2 separate regions of the Zea mays genome follow, and region 1 is linked to region 2. Evidence: chromatin contacts called from public Hi-C data. All regions are on one chromosome and are shown on one strand. Each heading gives the region's core, a stretch centred on a gene start, on an enhancer-like site or on the middle of the called end of the contact. The rest is flanking DNA. Distances are from core to core; before and after follow the strand shown.

What was found. A called contact is a pair of places that touch in the nucleus more often than the background predicts.
Region 1: a contact with region 2 is called in a Hi-C map of bundle sheath, with 3 times the contacts expected there. The contact joins the promoter of LOC100284909 here to the promoter of LOC100217287 in region 2. A contact is called at or near these places in 2 of 25 Hi-C or Micro-C datasets (bundle sheath and tassel).

The regions. Positions count from the first base shown.
Region 1 is chr7:38,164,090-38,169,470 of Zm-B73-REFERENCE-NAM-5.0, reverse strand. LOC100284909 reads left to right here and starts at 2,168. Exons shown (of 2, transcript NM_001157804.2): 1 at 2,168-2,844; 2 at 4,418-5,381. The coding sequence starts at 2,343.
Region 2 is chr7:37,859,757-37,864,516 of Zm-B73-REFERENCE-NAM-5.0, reverse strand. It overlaps LOC100217287, which reads left to right and starts at 2,689. Exons shown (of 5, transcript NM_001143638.1): 1 at 2,689-2,840; 2 at 3,080-3,603; 3 at 4,173-4,266; 4 at 4,378-4,505; 5 at 4,617-4,760. The coding sequence starts at 3,169.

The sequences.
Region 1 (5,381 bases), core at 919-3,418, 310 kb before region 2:
AAGTAGATGCATCAGCTTGCATTGCTATGGTCGATGCTCCCGTACTATGGACCTATGAGTCTGCTAAGTGTTTGAGTGGGGTTGACTTCTCTGATTATCAATTCATTAGTGTGCATAATGGAGAGTTCACCACTGTTGTATTAGAGCTGATGGAAAATCAGCTAAACCATAAATGAAATACAATGTAGTACAACAGAAGAAAAAGATGTCACAACTGGTAGTGCAGACGGTCCAGTCCCTATGGCCGGATGGTCTGAAGTCCCACATAGAGTTTTGCAAATCACAGCCGCCCTTCCAGATGGTCCGCCCCTATGGACGGACGGCCCAAAGTTCCGTATAGAGGACTGCAATTCGTAGTCTCCCTTCCGGACGGTCCGATCTTTACGACCAAACGATCCGCGACCCCACGGAGGGTAACATTCTCCTCTAGTGTGTATACAATAGAGAAATTTAGGGATTTACAAGTTAGGACAAGGGTTTACTTCGGCTGATCCTTTGGAGGAAGTTGACATAGGAGATGGTAACACTCCAAGGCCGTCTTTTGTAAACAAAAACCTAAAATCCAATTCTAGGAATAAAATGATCGAATTATTATTAGAGTATTCTGATTATTTTTCTTGGAGTTATAATGAGATGACAGGCTTATGCCGAGAGCTAGTTGAGCATCAGTTACACATCAAACCTGATTTTAGGCCATTCAAACAAAGGCCAAGACCATTTCGTCTAAACTTGCACCCCTGCCGAACACAAATCTTATTGTCCCTTGGCTTCCGAAACCACGACATGTATGGACAGAAAGCTATTTTAACTATAGAGATTAGCCTGCATGCTATCAGGTTTACTAGTCTAAATGATCAAGATGTTGGTGACTACCATGATCTAATGATGGATAGTATTGATTTGGTGATCGACAAGAGGTTGATGGCTCTAAAGGAGATTGAGAAAGACAAGATCATAGTTGCCAAGGCTTACAACAATAAGGTAAAGGCTAAGACTTTTTAGGTTGGAGATCTAGTTTAAAAGACAATCTTGCCATTAAGGAGTATGGATGGACTGGAAGTTTGGCAAATGGTCCCCATGTTGGGAAGGGCCTTATAAAGTTACACAGGTGATCTCTGGTAACACATTACAAACGGTGCAAGGAGATAAGTTGCCCAATGCATTGAATGATCGCTTTCTAAAGTGATATCATCCTAGTATATGGTAAGATGCTTAGAGAACCGATAGATTCACATCGAGTTGTTTACAACTTGTACTAGGTGCTTTTGGTTCGCTTAAGCTTATCCAAAAGGTAGGAGGCATGTGTTGAGCACCATATTTGACATTTGGCACGGCTAGACGAGCTAGCCCCAGACGGTCCGCGATTAGATTAATTCGGGCGAGAGTCCTTTTCCTCGCGCGTGCTTATTCAACTCATCGCGTGGGAATCGGTTGGGATGCACCTAGGAACGGGTCCAGACCTCCCCTATAAATATAAAGAGGTACGACCGATTGAGGCACCACCTAATTAGATTAGTCTTTCTCATCTGCAGTCTTCACATCTCCTCGACTTTACGTCGTTTAGATATGTTTTGGGTGACCTGCCGACCACAGGACAACCCTATGATATTTTCTCCCTAATGGATCCCTTCCGGATAGCGAGATTCAGGTGCAAAAGATCCAAGAAGCCCTCTGCGCGCCTCGCGTACTTTCCGTCGCTCATACGTGAACGGTCTATGCGCAGAAGACCGAAACTCTCTACGCAGTCGCGAACAGTCCACACTCACACAGAGAGGACTCTAACGCCCCCTGCATCGTGTGACGCCAGCCCTAGAGTTTGTTTGTTGATTGGCTAAAAAACGAGCCAACGCCTAAGTTGAACAATGAAAAGCAGCTAGGATGCGAAAAGCAGGGGGCAGATAGAAGGTTTTTAGTTTATCTTTTTACTTCTTTGAATCAGAAACACATCAAGATACTAAGAATGTACTCCTAGTATAAACACACCCCGTTCAAACATCCTGTGGAAATGAAACAATCGGCATCGGAGGCCAAGAATGCTTCACGAGAGGCGGGGTGCGTCCCAGCGTCCCCACCAGGCCACTACAGTCCAGAGCCCACAAGGCATGGGCAGTTGGGCACCAAAAGACAGAAAAAAAAGAAGAAAAAAAAACCCCCGAAGCTGCGCGCGGCCGTTCTCGTCTTCCAGAAGTCTCTCCGTATCTCCCTCCCCGAAGCCCCGCCGGACCACCTTAACCTCCCCACCACAAGCCCGCACACACCATCCCGCTCCGCTCAAGTCGCCTCCGCATTCCTGCCCCCTCTACCCGCCCGCCGCCGCGCGGACGACGGGAGACGCCGGCACCATGCTCTGCCTCTCGCTGTGCGCACCGCACCTTCACCTCCACCTCCCCCGCAGCCCGACCGCACGACCCGCCGCCGCCACGTGCAGGAACGCGCGCTGCATCGGCGTCACGCTATGCCTCCGGATGCCGACGACACCGGAGGAACGGCGGCAGAAGCGCGGGCTGGCCCAGTTCCTGGACTTATCGGCCGCGCCGACACTCACGCCACCCGCGCCCACGCCCGTGCATCTCACGCCCGCGGCCAAACGGCGCGGGGCGCTGCGGGAGATGCGCCGGGTGTGGTGGGTGTGCGGGGTCGGGTACTGGGTGCAGGGGTTCCGCTGCTTCCCGTGGCTGGCACTCAACTTCCACCTCACGCGCGGCATGGGGCTCAGCCCCGCCGGCCTGCAACTCCTGCAGAACGCTGGGAGCCTCCCGCTCGTCGCCAAGCCGCTCTTCGGGGTCCTCTCCGATGCCGTCTACATCGGCCGCGCCCACCGCATACCCTACATCTCCCTTGGAGGTACACAGCCGATCCCTTTTTTGCTCCCCTTCCCCCGCTTATTTCTCGTTTTATTTTCTTATTATGTTCGTGCGACTCCAGTAATGTTGGAGTTGGAGGAAAGGGAATTATGATGTGAATGATGCTCGTCGTGAAATTATGTGCATTTCATTCAGTATTTCCGAATAAGCTGCAATTGTCTGCATCTCCATCTGGGTGAATTATCTTCAATTCATAAGCAAACTTGTGATCATCAATGTTCCCAACAATGAAACATTTGCAGCAGGAAATCTGGCTGTATTTCTCTAGTTGTCTGGCATCATATGTCACTGTTTCTTCAATTGTTTCTACAAAAGTAAGAATGAATTTTAACCTAAGAAAATATCTGAGCCGTTGAACACATTGAAAGCAACACCTAGCTACGAAAATTTCTGAGCCGCTGAACACATTGAAAGGGGCAGCTATTTCACGTCTCTTTCTGAAATTGGAAACACCCTGGACATTGCAGTTCAACAACTGCAGTCAATTTCTCATTACAATATGTGTGGCTGTAACCATCTGATTGTCAGATGAAAACATGAAAAAAAAACACTTTCAAGCTACTTCTGTTTAAAGCACTAAAGTGTTTAGCACATAGACGTAGGTGCCTTGTTCCCTTGGCAATGGTATCATGACCTACTCGTTGCATCTGTTCTGTGTAAAAGATGCATTTTGGAAAGTGGTATATGCAGCCTTGGGATGGAGCAATACACTTTTCTTCCTGATGTGTACTTTGATTTTGTTGCTAGTCACACATTTCAAGCCTTGCCCATTTGGTTAAACCGACAGGTTACCCTTATTCTGTGGTTTTTGATGCAATGACGTGTGATTTACTCATGCTGCTAGTCACACAATACCTGTGCTGGTAAGCTGGTATTCTCATAATGGTCCCTTATTTTGTGGTTCCTATAAGAATATGCTGCCGGACTTATCTCGAGGACCACAAATCACTACTGACCTTTAGATTTACATAGGTTGTCTATTAAGACTACACAACTCTTTTTGTCATTACTGCATCACGTATATTTTCCTTGCCGTACTATGATATGGACAGCTTGTTGAGAAGTTGAGATGCATCTCCTAGCACAAATAACCGCAGTTTAATTGAAATACTGTTAAATTGTCTGCTCATTTTTTTATACTTTCTGCACTTTTCCTTCATTTGATTTATTATTTGTCGTGTATTAATCTTTTTTTTTGTGCTGAAATGCTAATTTTAATGTTTGCACAGAATCCTTTTTAAATAAACTAACGAGTTGTACAATTGAATATATATGCAATCACCAACCAAAAATTGCAAACCAGCTGCTTTTGGTTTATTGAACAATAAATTTTTTGCTGTAAGATCAGGACTAGACGACTAGTCACTAAGCTCCAATAAAAATAAAAAGTATCTAGAGAATTTTTTTATGATGCTTTTGTTGATCCTGTGGTTTACTGTCAAACTGTTCAGTGTCATAACTATTTGTTACTCAGCTGTTAATCAGAAAGTACATAGCTGACTTGTTTTTTTGGAAACCATACAACTTACTTGAACTTATGTTGGTATGTTCAGTGTGGCTGCAGCTCATTGCTTGGGGAGTACTTGCAACCATTCCAGTTACAGGGGATGCGTTTCCAACTCTAATGGCATGCATTCTCATTGGAAATCTAGGAGCATCTGTCACAGAAGTCGTAAGTGATGCTGTTGTCACGGAGTTCAGTAGGACACAGAAGGCTGGTGTACTACAGTCATATGCATTCGTAGCCCTGGCTGCAGGATCCTTGCTGGGGAACTTGTCTGGTGGTTACATTCTGCTTAAAACACAGGAACCAAAGATCATGTTCACAGCATTCTCAGTCCTTCTTGGCTTCCAGCTAGCACTGTCCCTAAGTACAAAAGAGACATTGCCAAGCTCTCGAGGAAACTCCAGAAATCGTCTTGTCAAAAGCTCTTTGGCAGCTAACTTCCGCAAGCAATTCTCAAACTTGATGACAGCGATCAGAGAGGAAAGGATCTTATACCCTCTTGCATGGATCATGACATCCTTTGCTGTTGTGCCTGTTCTTTCTGGAACCATGTTCTGCTTTCAAACACAGTATTTGAATCTCGATCCATCGGTTATTGGTCTATCGAAAGTTGTGGGACAGGTCATGGTCTTATCACTAACTGTACTCTACAATCGATATCTTAAAAGGATACCACTGAGGTGCCTTACCACAGGACTTCAGATACTATATGCTCTGGCAGTTTTGTCAGATTTGATCCTTGTGAAACAAGTAAACCTTGTGCTAGGGATACCGAACGAGATTCATGTTCTTTGCTTCTCAGCTCTAGCTGAAGCTCTAGCTCAGTTCAAGGTATTGCCATTCTCGGTTTTGTTGTCAAGTCTCTGCCCACCAGGCTGTGAAGGTTCTTTGTTCGCCTTCTTCACATCTGGACTGGTGCTTTCAGCAATACTTAGTGGAGTATTCGGAGTTGGATTGTCCACCCTGATCGGTGTGTCTTCTGTGGACTACTCCAGCTTGCCTTTGGGTAT
Region 2 (4,760 bases), core at 1,440-3,939:
CATTTTCACTATCATATACCGTAATGATGAAGGTATGTCCTTCTTGACCTTCGTCCGAAGATCGTTATATCCCAAGGGAAATAATGCTTCGGAGGACGAAGGACATTAATCGTTTAACCTTCTTTTGTGTTGCCTTGTTCTTAATTCATAGCATTTGAGAACAAGTCCACAACATCCGGAATCACTCCAAATCAAATAGTGACTAGAGAGAGCGACATTTATGTTCATTTGAGCTCTTGCGCTTGGATTGCTTCTTTTCTTTCTCATTCTTTCTTGTGATCAAACTCAATTGTAACCGAGGCAAGAGACACCAATTGTGTGGTGGTCCTTGCGGGAACTTTGTGTTCCGTTTGATTGAGAAGAGAAGCTCACTCGGTCTAAGTGGCCGTTTGAGAGAGGGAAAGGGTTGAAAGAGACCCGGTCTTTGTGACCACCTCAACAGGGAGTAGGTTTGGAAGAACCGAACCTCGATAAAACAAATCATCGTGTCTCGCTCTTTATTTGTTCACGATTTGTTTTGCGCCCTCTCTCTCGGACTCGTTTATATTTCTAACGCTTATCCGGCTTGTAGTTGTGCTTAAGTTCATAAATTTCAGATTCGCCCTATTCACCCCCCCTCTAGGCGACTTTTAATGGATCGATTTGACATGCCTGGGGTGGATTCTTCCTCCGAATCCCCTGGTCATCTCAGAAAACCTGTATGCTTCTTCCCTTCTCTGGCGAAAATCATTATCAGCCCGGATGTACTCATCCATCTTCTGGAGAAGCTTATCCAGGGTTTGTGGGGGTTTCCTGGCAAAATACTGAGCCGTAGGTCCTGGCCGAAGCCCTTTAATCATGGCCTCATTGACAACTTCATTGGGCATTGTAGGCGCTTGTGCTCTCAGACGCAGGAACCTTCGGACATACGCCTGAAGGTACTCCTCGTGGTCTTGCGTGCACTAGAATAAAGCCTGAGCAGTGACCGGCTTCGTCTGAAAACATTGGAAGCTAGTGATTAGCATATTCTTAAGCTTCTGCCATGATGTGATTGTCCCTGGCCCAAGAGAAGAGTACCAAGTTTCTGCGACACTTTTGACTGCCATGACGAAGGATTTTGCCATGACTACAGTGTTGCCCCCATAAGAAGATATGGTTGCCTCGTAGCTCATTAGAAACTGCTTCAGGTCTGAGTGCCCATCATACATAGAAAGCTGGGGTGGCTTGTATGATGGGGGACACGGGGTAGCCTGCAATTCTGCTGCTAGAGGAGAATCATCATTAAAAGCAAAATTGTCATGATGGAAATCATCATACCATTCATCATCGTTGTAGGAATTGTCTTGACGAAGCTCTCTGTGTTGAGGCCTTCGGTCTTGGTCATCTTAGGTGAGATGACACATTTTTTCAGCAGCCTCATCAATCTTTCTCTGAAGATCGGCAAGACGAATCATCTTTTCTTTCTTCTTCTGGACCTGTTGATGAATGGCTTCAAGGTCCCTGATTTCTTGGTCCAACTCCTCCTTCTGAGGTGTTAGACTGGTAGCCTTCCTTTTCTGGCTCCTAGCTTCGCGTAATGTATCTTGATTAATGTACAGTGGCTGCAATGCAACCCCTGTCCCTGATGACTTCTTCGGCGGCATGACGACGGTCAAAGCTTGCCGAAGGTGGTCAAGTGAGTTCACTGGAGGTGGACGCCAATGTTGGTCACTTATTATCAAATACTATAAATTAAGAACAAGGCAACACAAATGTTAATGGTTAAAGACCTTCGTCTTTCGAATCATTATTTCCCTTAGGGTATAATGATCCTCAGACGAAGGTCATGAAGGACATACCTTCATCATTACAATATGTAAGAATATAAATAGAGATATAGAAGGAAACATGAATAATTGTATCAAGTCATCATATTATTCACATTATTATTATATAATCATGGACAAACATTAGTAATATCAAATTACATTTATACCTTCAGCTTGACAGAAGGCAAAAATCCAAGAGTGACGAGCGAGCGATTACAAGTCATTGTGAACAGTACAGTGTTACTGTTCATCTATTTATAGGCACTGGACGCAGTCTGAGTAAAATTACATTTATGTCCCTGACATTTTCTATTAGTCAAAAGGTAATCTGTCGAGTACTGAGCAGTCTTTTCCTTTTAAGTCGGTTCGTCCTTCATCATCATAGTTGTGCTAAGCCGAAGCTTCTCCATCCATAGCTTCAGAACTGATTCATCCTTCTTTCAGATTGCGTCTTTCATATCATGTACACCTTTATCTTAAAGCCGAAATTTCTCGTAATAATATATTATATTGGAAAACACATTAGTCATGTTTTTAAGAACCTTCGAAGACGAAAGTCCCACCAATAACTCAGGGTTAAGCAAAGCAGAACAAGAAAGCACCTCAGCTGTCGTAGCGCTCCTCACCAATCCAATGCCGTCTTTGACCTAGCCGGCGCCGCGTCCTTGACCGAGGAAGTAGTCGCACGCAGCACGCTCCTATCAGCTAGTAATAATTTTCACAACCAGAATCGCGTGTGCGCGACAGCGCGAGCCGTAACGGAAACCGGATGGAAATGGGATCCAGCCGGACGCGGGGAGTCTGCTGTCAGGGCGCACGCCATCGAGCGACCGTGTCCTCGCTCTTTTACCTTTCCTCCTGTCAGGGCGCGTGCATCCCCTACGACCAGGGCAGCGTATATCCTTGTCGCTCTTCGTCGTCTCCCCCCACAACTGTTATATTCCCACCGGCGCCGCCGGCTCTTCGTCGTCCTCCTCCGGGTGTGCCCCAGTTCGCTGCCCGTTCCCCAGCCGCCGATCCCTCGATCTCCGCTAGCTTCGTTCCTTCGTACAGGTGCTTCACTTCATCCTTGTGCTTTCTATCTGTTCTTCTCATATTGCGTGAGAATTTTCATTTCAGTTCATGTGAGTCGATCCTTCAATTTTAAAACTATGTATGTATGTCGGGTGAACCCGGTTCCTCGATTCCCCACAGGAACGGTTGTGTTTCAGTTCATGGGAGTTGGTCCTTCATTTTTAAAAATTATGTATGTATGCCGGGTGAAATGAATCCGGTTCCTCAATTCACCACAGGAACGGTCGAGCAGAAACTAGCAGCCACTCCCGAGTCCCGACTCCCGATCGCGATTACTTGCCGCGGCACCAGTACTCCAGCGGCCACCATGAGCAGCGGGAAGCGATCCTTCTTCGCGCCCAAGAAGAAGGCCACCAACCCGTTCGATTCCGACTCCGACGACGACAAACCGCAGCAGCGGCCAGCGCGGGCGTCCTCCGTGCCTCCCCCGGACGAGCAGCGGGGCTCCTCCTCTCTCTTCGGCGCCGGCGACAGAGGCGGGCTCTTCTCTTCCGCGGCCAACCATCACTACCGGAACGACTTCCGCGACGCTGGCGGCCTTGAGGGCCAGTCCGTGCAGGAGCTGGAGGGCTACGCGGCGTACAAGGCCGAGGAGACCACGCGCCGGACGCGGGGGTGCGTCAGGATCGCCGAGGAGATGAGGGACACCGCATCCAAGACGCTCGTCACCGTCCACCAGCAGGGGCAGCAGATCCACCGCACGCACATGATGGCCGTCGACATCGACCAGGATCTCTCCAGGGTAACTATAGCCTTTTCGAATTTCTTTCGTTTGCGGTGTGGCATCAGTTTATGAGATTGTTTGTACCGCTAGCTTAGTTCTGTTCGCCTGAAGAGGGGATAGTCACTGTTCTTTCAAATCTAGTCCGTTTCAGAAACCCTGAAACCCAACAAGAGGAGGTGCTAACTGACTAATTTACAGAGGGTAAATTAAACCTGCAATCGCCAACATTTTTGCAAGTTTATGCTGCTCCATTTGCACAAGCCACAAGGCTAACCCCGGGATATAAAAGATCTTATGCTAATAACGAGCCTTATTCTGCTCAAGTAGGGCATAATCGCACAGCACTCTCAATTTCAAACCAGAATTGGACAGTTCCTGAAATCCTGAAATCAGCAGGTATTCTCGCTAATAACTCTAGAAATTCTAGTTTTAGTGGGGAGGGATTAAAACCTGGAAGTATTAACAATGACATGCTTGTTAGTTGTTACTATCGGCTTTTGTAACTGCATATTGCGACTATGGATGCTCCTTTGCACATTGCAGACATGTGACAGGTGTTGAATAAATGTTTTGGCTCAATATTTCAGAGTGAGAAGCTATTGGGCGATCTTGGGGGTCTATTTTCCAAAAAGTGGAAGCCAAAGAAGAATGGCGCCATCAGGGGTCCTATGCTAACTAGAGGTAATTACCTTAAACTGGACTGCATGATGAGTTGATGACTGAAGAAACTTGTACTGCCTGGTATTGGCTATGGTGCCGTCCATGACTGAAAGGATGCAATGGTGGATGCAGATGATTCCTTCATAAGGAAGGGGAGTCATTTGGAGCAAAGGCAGAAACTAGGGCTGGCAGATCATCCACCTCCATCAAATGCGCGCCAATTCCGTTCTGAACCCTCATCAGCACTTGAGAAAGTTGAGGTACTGTAGACACTTGTGAAGCTAATGCATCTCCAGCACGTGATGAAAAATCTTGATGCGTCTGATATCCTGCATCTTTATTCCATAACCATCTGGTCGTTTCTTTTGTAGATAGAGAAGGCAAAGCAGGATGATGATCTGTCTGATCTAAGCAACATACTGACGGAGCTGAAAGGGATGGCCGTTGACATGGGCTCTGAGATCGAGAGGTACTGTTACATTTCGCTATCTTGTAGACTGATCTGTGTGGTCAGT